2 separate regions of the Ovis aries genome follow, and region 2 is linked to region 1. The links are chromatin contacts, called in public Hi-C maps. All regions are on one chromosome and are shown on one strand. Each heading gives the region's core, a stretch centred on a gene start, on an enhancer-like site or on the middle of the called end of the contact. The rest is flanking DNA. Distances are from core to core; before and after follow the strand shown. Region 1 has its middle 70 kb from the start of BLK. Region 2 holds the start of GATA4 (GATA binding protein 4).

What was found. A called contact is a pair of places that touch in the nucleus more often than the background predicts.
Region 2: a Hi-C map of liver shows a contact between it and region 1, with 2.3 times the contacts expected there. The contact joins the promoter of GATA4 here to the enhancer-like site in region 1. A contact is called at or near these places in 2 of 16 Hi-C or Micro-C datasets (liver and mixed tissues).

What each region holds. Positions count from the first base shown.
Region 1 is chr2:105,366,946-105,372,458 of ARS-UI_Ramb_v3.0, reverse strand. No RefSeq gene overlaps it. Among named protein-coding and RNA genes, the nearest start is that of BLK, 70 kb to the right of the region's middle. Within about 2 kb of position 3,333, at least 5 of the 54 cell types and tissues checked have an H3K27ac peak or open chromatin away from gene starts, as enhancers often do.
Region 2 is chr2:105,447,144-105,452,656 of ARS-UI_Ramb_v3.0, reverse strand. It overlaps GATA4 (GATA binding protein 4), which reads right to left and starts at 2,149. Exons shown (of 7, transcript XM_060411039.1): 1 at 1,442-2,149.

The DNA of each region.
Region 1 (5,513 bases), core at 2,084-4,583:
GTCGACGTTTTCTCAGGACAGTGCAGAAAAGCGGGTTCAAGATGCCCTCCGCATTTGCCATCATATCCTCCAGCTCTCTGGTTCAGGTAGGCGTGTGCTCTCCAGGGTCCACGGAGGAGAAAGTCCTTCTGAGAGTTCCTGCTCGAGTGACATCATCAGTTTCCCTCCGCTTTCAGGGGAGTCACTCTGCAAACAAAGTGTCCCGGAGGGGGCCTGATGCTCTCCTGGCCTGTGGGAGAACACAGACTGCTGTTTTTCCCCAAATAAGGAGAGGTCTTAGGTCAGAATGTGCTTGGATCTCTCTCTGTGTGTATGAGAAAGACAGGAGGCAGAGAGAGAGAGACAGAGGAGCTGAGAGCTGGATCAGGAGCTCTGGCTGTTGCACGAACCTACAGTTCGAGGTGCTGAACTATTCTGGTACCTGCAAATATCATACAAGTTAGTATGCCTTCCAGGGGAGCCTCATAATAACTGCACAGCCTGGGCTGGCTTTACACAGGAAGTCTCCCTTCAAAGCTGCAGCTGGTGGGAGCCACCCGAGGAACTGCCAGGGAAGCCTTGTCTTTAGTTTTGAGAGATGCTGTGCTCGGGGTGTGAAGACAGCATGGTGCTAGGGGATGAACTGGTTCTCACAGCTGTCCTGGCTTTGCTTCTCTGGGTATCTTGGTCCAGTGCTAGGCTCGTGGAAGCAGATCGAGAATAAGAAGTGCAATCGGTGAGTCTTCTTCCTCACGCTAGGATCTGCTATCCCCATTACACCTCCATCCGCAGACCTTGTCTCAACGTCAAGGCTGAGGAAGTGATCCTCCAGGCAGCCCGTAGTCACCAATGGGCTCTTTCAGAAATAGTAACATAGTTTCCTATGGATACAATGCAATAGTTCCCATCCTCTGGACAAAGCAACAGATTTGATAAAGAATTTTCCCCTCCTAAATGCTAGTTCTTGAGGAGACACAGATTTGGTTTTTATTGTTGGTAATTCTTATCAGTCTTTTATTTATTTATTTTCTCAATTATTGGGCCTCAAGGCATGTGGGATCTTAGTTCCTTGACCAGGGTTCGACCTCTTGTTCCCTGTACTCGCAGCACGGAGTCCTCACCACTGGACCACCAGGGACATCTCGGGAGACATAGATTTTTAATCAGAAGAAGGTGGAGAAATAGATGGCGATTTATCCAGCTGAGGGGACTCCTGAGTACCTATGAGTGCTGTTTTGTAGAGATTGATGACATTGTTCTTCTTTTTTTAAAATAGAAGATTGCAAGTCTTTTAAAAGATATTTGTTTATTTATTCCGCTTCGTCAGATCTTGGTTGTGGCATTCAGGATCTTCTCTGCAGTGCATATTATTTAACACATATATATGGAATTTAGAAAGATGGCAATGACGACCCTGTATACAGGACAGCAAAGGAGACACAGATGTGTATAACGGACTTTTGGACTGAGAGGGAGAGGGAGAGGGTGGGATGATTTGGGAGAATGGCATTGTAACAGTATACTATCATGTAAGAATCGAATCGCCAGTCTATGTCCGACGCAGGATACAGCATGCTTGGGGCTGGTGCATGGGGATGACCCAGAGAGATGTTATGGGGAGGGAGGTGGGAGGGGGGTTCAAGTTTGGGAACGCATGTACACCCGTGGTGGATTCATGTCAATGTATGGCAAAACCAATACAGTATTGTAAAGTAAAATAAAGTAAAAATAAAAATTAAAAAAATTGCACTTAGCTTCAAATCTAATATGTGTTCCTTCCACTCATAGAGACCCTTTGCTATCCTTCATTTAAAGAAATTTCTTCAAACGAAATTCAAGAAAAAGCAAGATGGGAAAGGAGAGCATTTTCCCCTGAGAAAACTGGGCATGAGCTAAGGCAGAGATGCAGGAGCTAAGAGGGGACGTGTGTACATGTGAGCAAGTGTCTGATCCGAAGGGAGCTCAATTTTGGAAGGAGAACTACAGCGCGTTCTACAGAGGTGAGGGCGGAGGGTATGTAATTCCTTCAAAGAGAAATGGCAGTTGGCCCGCCTGCAGACGTCTCTTGGTTTTTATTTCCAGCCACTAGAGGGCAGCACTAGCCCAGAACAGTTTGGTTGCTTTGGGCGGAGAGTCTGAGGGGGTGAGACCCACCCAGGCAGCTCTCCGGCCAGGACCTGCCTGGTTCTCAGCTTTCCTGGAGCTCCCCCACCTCACAGCTCAGGCCGCTCAATCCCCACTCTCATTCCAAGTTCTGAGACGAATCTTGACAAATGTGGTTTTCATCACTGAAGCTTTTGCCTTTTGTCCTTGGCCCCAGGTTTTCACTTGTACCCCAATTCTCACCATCCCCTTGTACCTCCTAACTGCTACTTACTTAAAGAAAAGAAAAGAAAAAACCCTTCCTGGGTCTCTAGATCTCAGTCTCCTCTCTTCCTTGCGTCCCCCTGCCTCACACCCTGGGGACAGAATTTCCTGACTATGCAGAGACTGGCATCTGCTGCTGACGTCTCTGATAAAGATGCTGCCTTTGCCCACAGTGGTAGGTCCTGTCTGAAGTCTGTCCTGGCCCATGTGCTGGGGCTGTCTCTTCAGTTCCTGCCCCTCCTAAACTTCCCCCCGACTTCTGCAGTTAAGCCTCTTGACCAGCAATATCAGGAGGAAAGGCAGCCGCGCCTGTAGCCCTTCCGTGGTGCAGCATGGTTTAGGATGGAGCCCACAAGCCTTAAGGTGAGAGGTGCCTGGCTCTTCTCCAGGCTTCTTCTCCTACCTCCCCTCTCCCCGTCCTTTTGGGCACACCCTTTGCCCTAGTCATCCCCTTGCTTGCCTGTGTGCTCAGTCTGACTCTTTGAGACCCCAGGGACTATAGCCGCCAGGCTCCTCTGTCCACGGGATTCTTCAGGCGATAATACTGGAGTGGGTTGCCATGTCCTTCTCCAGGGGATCTTCCTGACCCAGGGGTTGAACCTGCGTCTCCTGCACTGGCAGACTGATCCTTTACTGCCGAGGCACTGAGGAAGCCTGTCATTCCTACATGGGTTCTTCTTGCTGGTGTTTTGAAGTCCCTCATAAGCTTTTTCTTCTTTCTAGAACAACCTTCTCCTACATGAGCCTGGCTTACTCCTCTGCTTGATTTAAGGCTCAGCTCAAGCTGTGTGTCCAAGGGGAAGCCCTCCCTGATGCCTGACTTGGGGTAGGAGTCGTCTCCTGGGCATCTCCGTATCCTGTTCTGCCCACTGTTGCAACTCTGATTCAGTGCTTTGCTGAATTACACAGCCCCTACAAAGCCGCCTGAAGCTGGGGTTCCCCCCACAGTGTGTGTCTGCTGGACAGGGACTGTGACTCATGCCTTCTGTGTTCCTACTGCCTGGACAACACAGCCTGTCTTTGTGCATGAACACTGACTGTTCAATGAATCATGAGTCAAGGGTATCTGAATGATATACTTAAGCATTTTCCTCAGTACGTTCCAAGAAATTCTATTTCCACTGAATGATAGATATTAGTAGACTAAGGTTTTCATAGAAAATCAATTTGGAGAAATGCTAGATTAAAGTAAAACAGATGTCTTTTTTGAAGTATTTTCCACAGTTTCAAGTATGCAGCATGTATTACTGTCTTAAGGAGCCTCTGATTTTGTTGGGCTGTCTGGCACATCCTTTGGGAAACTCTGTTGTAATTCCTATACCCACTCTCACATGAAACACAGGGGGAGAGAGAAATGTGGCTGCTTCTGTGGGAATAAGGCCGCCATGGCCCCGGGGACACACCTCTTGACGGTATGTTTAACTACATCTGATGTTGTTTAGTCACTGTTGTGTCCAACACTTTTCAACCCCGTGGACTGTGTAGCCGGCCAGCCTCCTCTGTCTGTGGGATTTCCCAGGCAACAATACTGGAGTGGGTTGCCATCTCTTTCTCCAGCGGATTTTCCCAACCCAGGGATCAGACTCATGTCCCCTGTATTGGCAGGTGGATTCTTTACCGCTGAGCCACCAGGGAAGCCCGCGCATCATGTTTACTGTCTTCTCGCACTAGTAATGCTGCTGCTAGGTCGCTTCAGTCGGGTCCGACTCTGTGCCACCCCAGAGACGGCAGCCCACCAGGCTCCCCAGTCCCTGGGATTCTCCAGGCAAGAACACCGGAGTGGGTTGCCATTTCCTTCTCCAGTGCATGAAAGTGAAAAGTGAAAGGGAAGTCGCTCAGTCGTGTCCGACTCTTAGAGACCCCATGGACTGCAGCCTTCCAGGCCCCTCCATCCATGGGGTTTTCCAGGCAAGAGTACTGGAGTGGGGTGCCATTGCTATTACTAGTGTTTCATAATCCTCAAGAGCTAATGATTTTGAACTGTGGTGCTGGAAAAGACTCTCGAGAGTCCCTTGAACAGCAAGGAGCTCAAGCCAGCCAATCCTAAAAGAAATCAACCCTGAATATTCATTGAAAGGACTGATGCTGAAGCTGAAGCTCCAATACTTTGGCCACTTGATGTGAAGAGCTGACTCATTAGAATAGACCCTGATGCTGAGAAAGATTGAAGGCAGGAGGAGAAGGGGACGACAGAGGATGAGATGGTTGGATGGCATCACCGACTCAATGAACGTGAGTTTGAACAAACTCCAGGAGATGGTGAAGGACAGGGAAGCCTGGTGTGCTGTGGTCCATAGGGCTCAAAACGCTGGACACGACTGAGCAACTGAACAACAGCAAGCCATTGTCGAGCATGCGGTTCCACCAGCGGCATCAAGTTCCTTCACGGTGGTGTGCAAACACCACCACCACCATCCATCTCCAGAACTTGTCATCTTCCTAAACTCAGACCCTGTACCCATTAAACACTGACTCCAGTGCCTGGGGACCATCATCCTGCTTCCTGTCTCTGTGAACGTGACTACTCTGGTGGAATCATACAGTGTCTGTCCTTATGCGATTGGCTGATTTCACTTGGCAGAATGTCCTCATTTCATCCGTGTCTCAGAATTCCCTTCTTTTTAACGCTGAATAATATCCCAGTGTACACGCTGCATTTTGTTTGTCTGTTCCTCTGTTGGTGAACATCTGGGTGATTTCCGCCTTTTGGCGTCGTGAATAAGGCTGCTATGAACTCGGATGGGGGGCTTCCCTGGTGATTGAGTGGTAAAGCATCCGCCTGCCAGTGCAGGAGACTTGGATCTTCCCTGGGTTGGGAAGATCCCCTGGAGAAGGAAACGGTGGGCTACAGTCCTCGGGGTGGCAAAAGTGTCAAACATGCTGTAGTGACAAAACAGTGAGAACTTGGACGGACAGCCAGCTTTCATTTTACTTCAGTGGTGTAGGCCAGCATTATTTCTGGGAGGAGAAAGGGGATGTGGGGAAATCCCTTAATTGCACCACGTGAGTTCAGATGTCAGGAATCTAAGGTACTCGACTGCAAAGGGTTTTGTGGCTGTAACCTCATTCCAACAGATCCAAGAGGCAGGAAATAGAAGGTAAGTGTCCAAGGCAGATCTGAACTCATCTGGGGTGGATCTTGCAAGTTCAAGGGGAAGAATCAAGAT
Region 2 (5,513 bases), core at 900-3,399, 81 kb before region 1:
CCCCACCCCACCCCCCAATTATTCGGATAATTGTCTCAAATCTCCACTTGGTGCTGTGTTTAGACAGTTGGAGATTGATAGCTTGAATTTCTTCAGGCTCTGCGCTGCCCCAGCCCTAAACCCCCTCGTTTCTACTGTCCCCAGCGCTAAACCATCTCTGCACTTACACATGCTGAACTACAATTTTCCGCCCCATAAATCACTTGGCAAATATAACAAAGCATTAGGAAGTCATTTGAAATGGATATTTTATTGGGCTTGAGAAATAGAACGGGATAAAGAGCAACTTATTAATATTTCCTCAGTACCAACCGCAGGAAACAGATTCTCGCCTCCCTGCCAATGGAACTCACAAATGCAAAGTCACTTTCAGGAATGAATTCTTTAGAAGAAACAGGATATATCTATTTTGCTAAAAATGAACTCTAATGAATTATGTTTAAGAAGTTTATAAAGTAGGACTTTAATGTACCCTTTTATGCTAGGCTTCTTTATTCAAATAAGACTAACAGTAATAAGCAAACAAAAACCAACGCATTCCTGCTACTAATAAAAAAGTCAAATCAATTTTGTGATGATGAATCATGGGATTCTAGTAGCCTTTCACAGTAAGATTTTCATTCAGTTCAGAGGGGCACTTTCTTGATTTTGCCGAGCTAGAAACCTCTCAAATTCCCTTAATTTTGGAGAACACACAGAAGCCCGAAAATAACAACCTTTGGGGAAAATGGGGAAGGTGAAGGGACTCGGAGTTGGGCAGGGCAAAGATAAGTCAGGCAGAACTTTTGAACCACCTGGCTGGAAGACTGCGAGAGGGAAACACAGGAAAAGTTTCCATTCTCTGCTTTGCAGAGCTAATATTTGTAGTAACTGTACAGACGCCGAGATTTTGCACTAACTCCTTCCCAGTTCCCGAAGAACGCTGCTTAGTCCTTGAAGGGCTACAGAGTTAAAATCTGCCATTATCTATTTCCAACCTTTGGGCCAGCGGAAAAAGTTCAGCCTGCCTGGTTTCAAACCCCGCAGAGCCTTCATTTTTAAGCACTGATTTGCCGTTCTCAACCCTCTCAAAGCTACCCCTCTGTCCTTACCACTGTATCTCCCTTTCATTGCGGCTCAGCCCTTTTCTCAGCTACTAATAAGATCCAAAACTCATTTGTCCAAGGAATGGGTTTATAGGGAGCAGAGGTAATTTTGATGTGTTTGCAAAAACCATATGCAACCAAACTCTTGCAAGTACAAACTGAACTCAGAAAAGAAAAGCATAATAAATGAGGTACACCTGCAAGACCCACCCTCAGCCCCTCCTTCCCATCACAAGTCTGGCTCCAGAATTAACGAAAAATTAAACCGGACACCAAGCTGGGCTGACTTTCGACCTGTTAATAGGTAAAGAAAATGATCAGATCCTGAAGGCCATGAGGCCTGTTCACTAACTCACCAATGGAACCAACGAAAAATGCCAGTGAGATTTTTTTCTGCCCTGAAAGCATCCTGAGCAGGTCTGATCTGGGTCAGGAAAGGTTCTAAGCTTTCCAACCAGGTTCTCAAGACACAGCATCCACAGCAGGGACTCCAGGGGAAAGAAAAGCCATCTGGGTGTGTTGGAGGAAGCAGAGGCAAGAGGCCCAGGGACAACTGGTCAGATCACTTGATATTTTTGCATGGTGCATATTCATCTATTTTTTTCTTGAGAGACTGCTCATTCCCGTCAACTTCTGATTGTTCAAGCAGGAAGCCGAATCAGGAAATGGAGAAACTAAAATGCCACCCGATTGTAAGAAAGAGAAACCGAGAAAATGAACCAGAGAGCGAAAGTGGGAAAGGAAGCCTTGCCTCTGTGACTTGGCCTGCAAAGAATCTCATCCTTCCTGTCCCCAAGGCCCAAGAGCCCCTGTGCACCCTCACTCCACACTGGCTGGTCCTCTCCCTGACCTCCTTCCCCACCGACCGTCTCTCCTCCAGCCCCTCTGCTCCTGGCCCTCCCGACTCCCTCGGTGCATCTCCTGCTCTGCCCTGGTGAAGGGATCACCAAGGGGGCCAGGTGGGGACTCACCCGGAATGGAAGCGATGTTCCTGCAGCTCCTCGAAGCGTCCTTCAGTCCCGGGGACTCCAGGCTGTTCTCAGCGGGTGGGAGGGAGGCGTTGTGAGCTGTCTCCCAGCTCCCTCGGAGCTCCCAGCTTTCCCCTCGGAATTAGATAACAGGAAAAATAGATAAGAGAAGTGGTTCATTAATTCAGCAAGCCCTTTTTTTTTTTTTTTTGGTATGTGTGCAAGTGGAAGGAAACCCTCCTAGGAACTGAAGCCCTAGTTGGACATTAAAAAAATAGTAGTGTTCACACGGTTCCAGAGATGCTTTTGAAAGTTCGCCCGCTCAGAAGGACCAGAGAGCAACAGGAAAGAAACAGAAGGAATCACTGTTCTTGGGGAGAAATGCTGATTCAGAGCATGGCTCCTCTACCCCAAGTCCCTCTCAGACTCTAGTCTTGTCCTTCTGAGTGGGGAGGGCTGCCCTGTGGCATTTGGCTGGCCTGTGTGGTCGTCCTCTGAGGGCAGGAGTGATCACAGCACCACAATTCTTCCCAGCGTGGCAATGAAAAAAAAAATAAGGTCTTCAAAGCACTTGCTCTGTAGCATTTTCTGGGCTCCTCAGGCTAGGATCAGGGAGGCAGATTACATAATAATAAGCGATAAATGAGACAACTGAGCTCAGAGAGGTTAGGAACATGCCTGTGGTCCAGTCACTCAGCAAGGAAGGGGATGGAGCCCATACAAGAACAGATTGATTGACTCCTATTTGGGGGGGGCTCTAAAATCACAGCAGATGGTGACTGCAGCCATGAAATTAAAAGACACTTGCTCCTTGGAAGAAAAATTATGACCAACCTTGACAGCATATTCAAAAGCAGAGACATTACTTTGCCAACAAAGGTCTGTCTAGTCAAAGCTATGGTTTTTCCAGTAGTCATGTATGGATGTGAGAGTTGGACCATAAAGAAAGCTGAGTGCCAAAGAATTGATGCTTTTGAAGTGTGGTGTTGGAGAAGACTCTTGAGAGTCTCTTAGACAGCAAAGAGATCCAACCAGTCCATCCTTTTTTAAAAAATATAAATGTATTTATTTTAATTGGAGGCTAATTACTTTACAATATTGTATTGATTTTGCCATACATTGACATGAATCCGCCACGGGTGTACATGTGTTCCCCACCCTGAACCCCCCTCCTACCTCCCTCCGCTAACCAGTCCATCCTAAAGGAAATCAGTCCTGAATATTCATTGGAAGGACTGACTCTGAAGCTGAAACTCAATACTTTGCCCACGTGATGTGAATAACTCACTCATTGGAAAAGACCCTGTTGTGGAAAAGATTGAAGGTGGGAGGAGAAGGGGACAACAGAGGATGAGATGGTTGGACGGCATCACCAACTCAATGGACATGAGTTTGAGCAGGCTCCGGGAGTTGGTGATGGACAGGGAAGCCTGGCATGCTGCAGTCCATGGTGTCGCACAGAGTCAGACACAACTGAGCGAATGAACTGAATCCAGTAATAAAGAAATCAATGGGTTCTTAAAATTGAAAGAGACCTCAGAATTCAGTATCTTTCACAAAGCAGGAATTCCCTGTGATGTGATCAGTTGCATTCTAATTGAATACCCTTTGTGATGGGAGCTCATCCCTTTACATTGCATGGAGGTACAGCTCTACTGGCCACCACACTTCCCTGTCCCCCAGGTGACCCAGAATTGCGGGCTATGCCAGGCACACAGAAAGGGACAGGAGGAGGCAGCTGCAGCATGATTTGAGGAACCAGGCAAACCAGGTCTCTTGACAGGTCTGCTGTGGAATCCTCTGCTGTCGCATCTGGCACTGTTTAGGTTAAGTTTCTCCTGTGGAGTCAGTGTCCCCCAAGGGCAATTCTTAATAATAATAATAAGAAACAGAATGCCTTTTTGTTTTTAACATATTTCCCTCTTCTCGGTCTCCAGAATTCTTACAACAATCTCTGCACGGAAAGGAAAGGACAAGTTATAAGTAAGACAAGTTATTACTTATTTCCAAATGTAGTCCAGAAACCCAGAACAGAAAAGGTAAAAGAACTGCCAGAAATTAAAGAACAAATGTTTGGTGGAAAAGCAACTAGAGAGATGAAGGCCTGGGAAAAAAGGGCAAACATAAAGGAAGATAAATATGTTTTCCTTCCAAGAATTTTTAGTTATGAATATTTTGGGAAGTGATAAATAAGGTGTCTACTATTGTTATCCGTCTCTATACTCTTCCCCTGCCAAATAACTTGTAGAAACTATGCCACAGGAAGATTTTAGTGTACAACTCCCTGTGATGTCAGATCATTAAAATTCCTAAAGTGTGGGCTGAGCAGGACAAGACGGTGATGCAGAAGCAGGGTCATACCTGCTTTTTCTTTTGGGGGGGGGGATCTCTTAATTTTACAAGAGGACTGCCCTTTCCCCTGTAGCCTCTCTTCATGAAGTTTAAACAATTATTATGGTAGATACGTGTATTTATATATATACAGTATGTAGACACAAGCACAGTGATAAGGAATCCGCCAGTCAGTGCAGAAGATGCAAGACATGTGGGTTTGATCCCTGGGTCAGGAAGATCCCCTGGATTGGGAAATGGCAACCCACTCCAGTATTCTTGCCTGGAAAATTCAATGGACAGAGGAGCCTGGCGGGCTACAGTCCGTGGGGTTACAGAGTCAGACATGAGTGACAGAGCACACACACATACATATAAAATTCACCATCTTGACCACTTTTCAGAGTTCAGTTCAGTGACACTAATTGTATTCAGACTGCTGTACAGCCATCACCACCATTCGCCTCCAGAACTTTTTCATCTCCAACCGAAACTCTGTCCCCGTTAAATAACACTTCCCCGTTGCTCCTCACTGCAGGCCCTGTTACTCATCATTCTACTTCCTGTCTCTTTAAATTCGACTACTCCAAGTACCTCATAAAGAGTGGAATCATGCAGTATTTGTTCTTTGGTGACTGGCTTATTTCACTGAGCACAGTGTCTTCACGGTGTATCCATTGCTGTAGCCTATGTCAGAATCTCCTTTCTTTGGAATATTACTCAGCCATAAAAATAAATGAATTTGAGTCAGTTGTACTGAGGTGGATGAAAGTAGGGCCCATTACACAGAGTGAAGCAAATCAGAAAGAAAACACACGTATTGTATATTAACATATATGTATGGAACCTAGAAATGTGGTACGGATGAAGCTATTTGCAGGGAAGGAATGGAGACGCAGATGCAGAGAATGGACTTGCAGATGCAATGGAGGAAGGAGAGGGTAGGACCAATTGAGAAAGTAGCATCGACTTTTATACATGATCATGTGCAAAACAGATAGCAAGGGGGAAATTGCTGTATAGCACAAGCAGCCCAGCCTGGCGCTCTACGATGACCTAGAAAGGTGGGCTGGGAAGAGGGGAGGAGGCTCAAGATAGAGGGGTGTGCTGTGTGCTAAGTCGCTTCAGT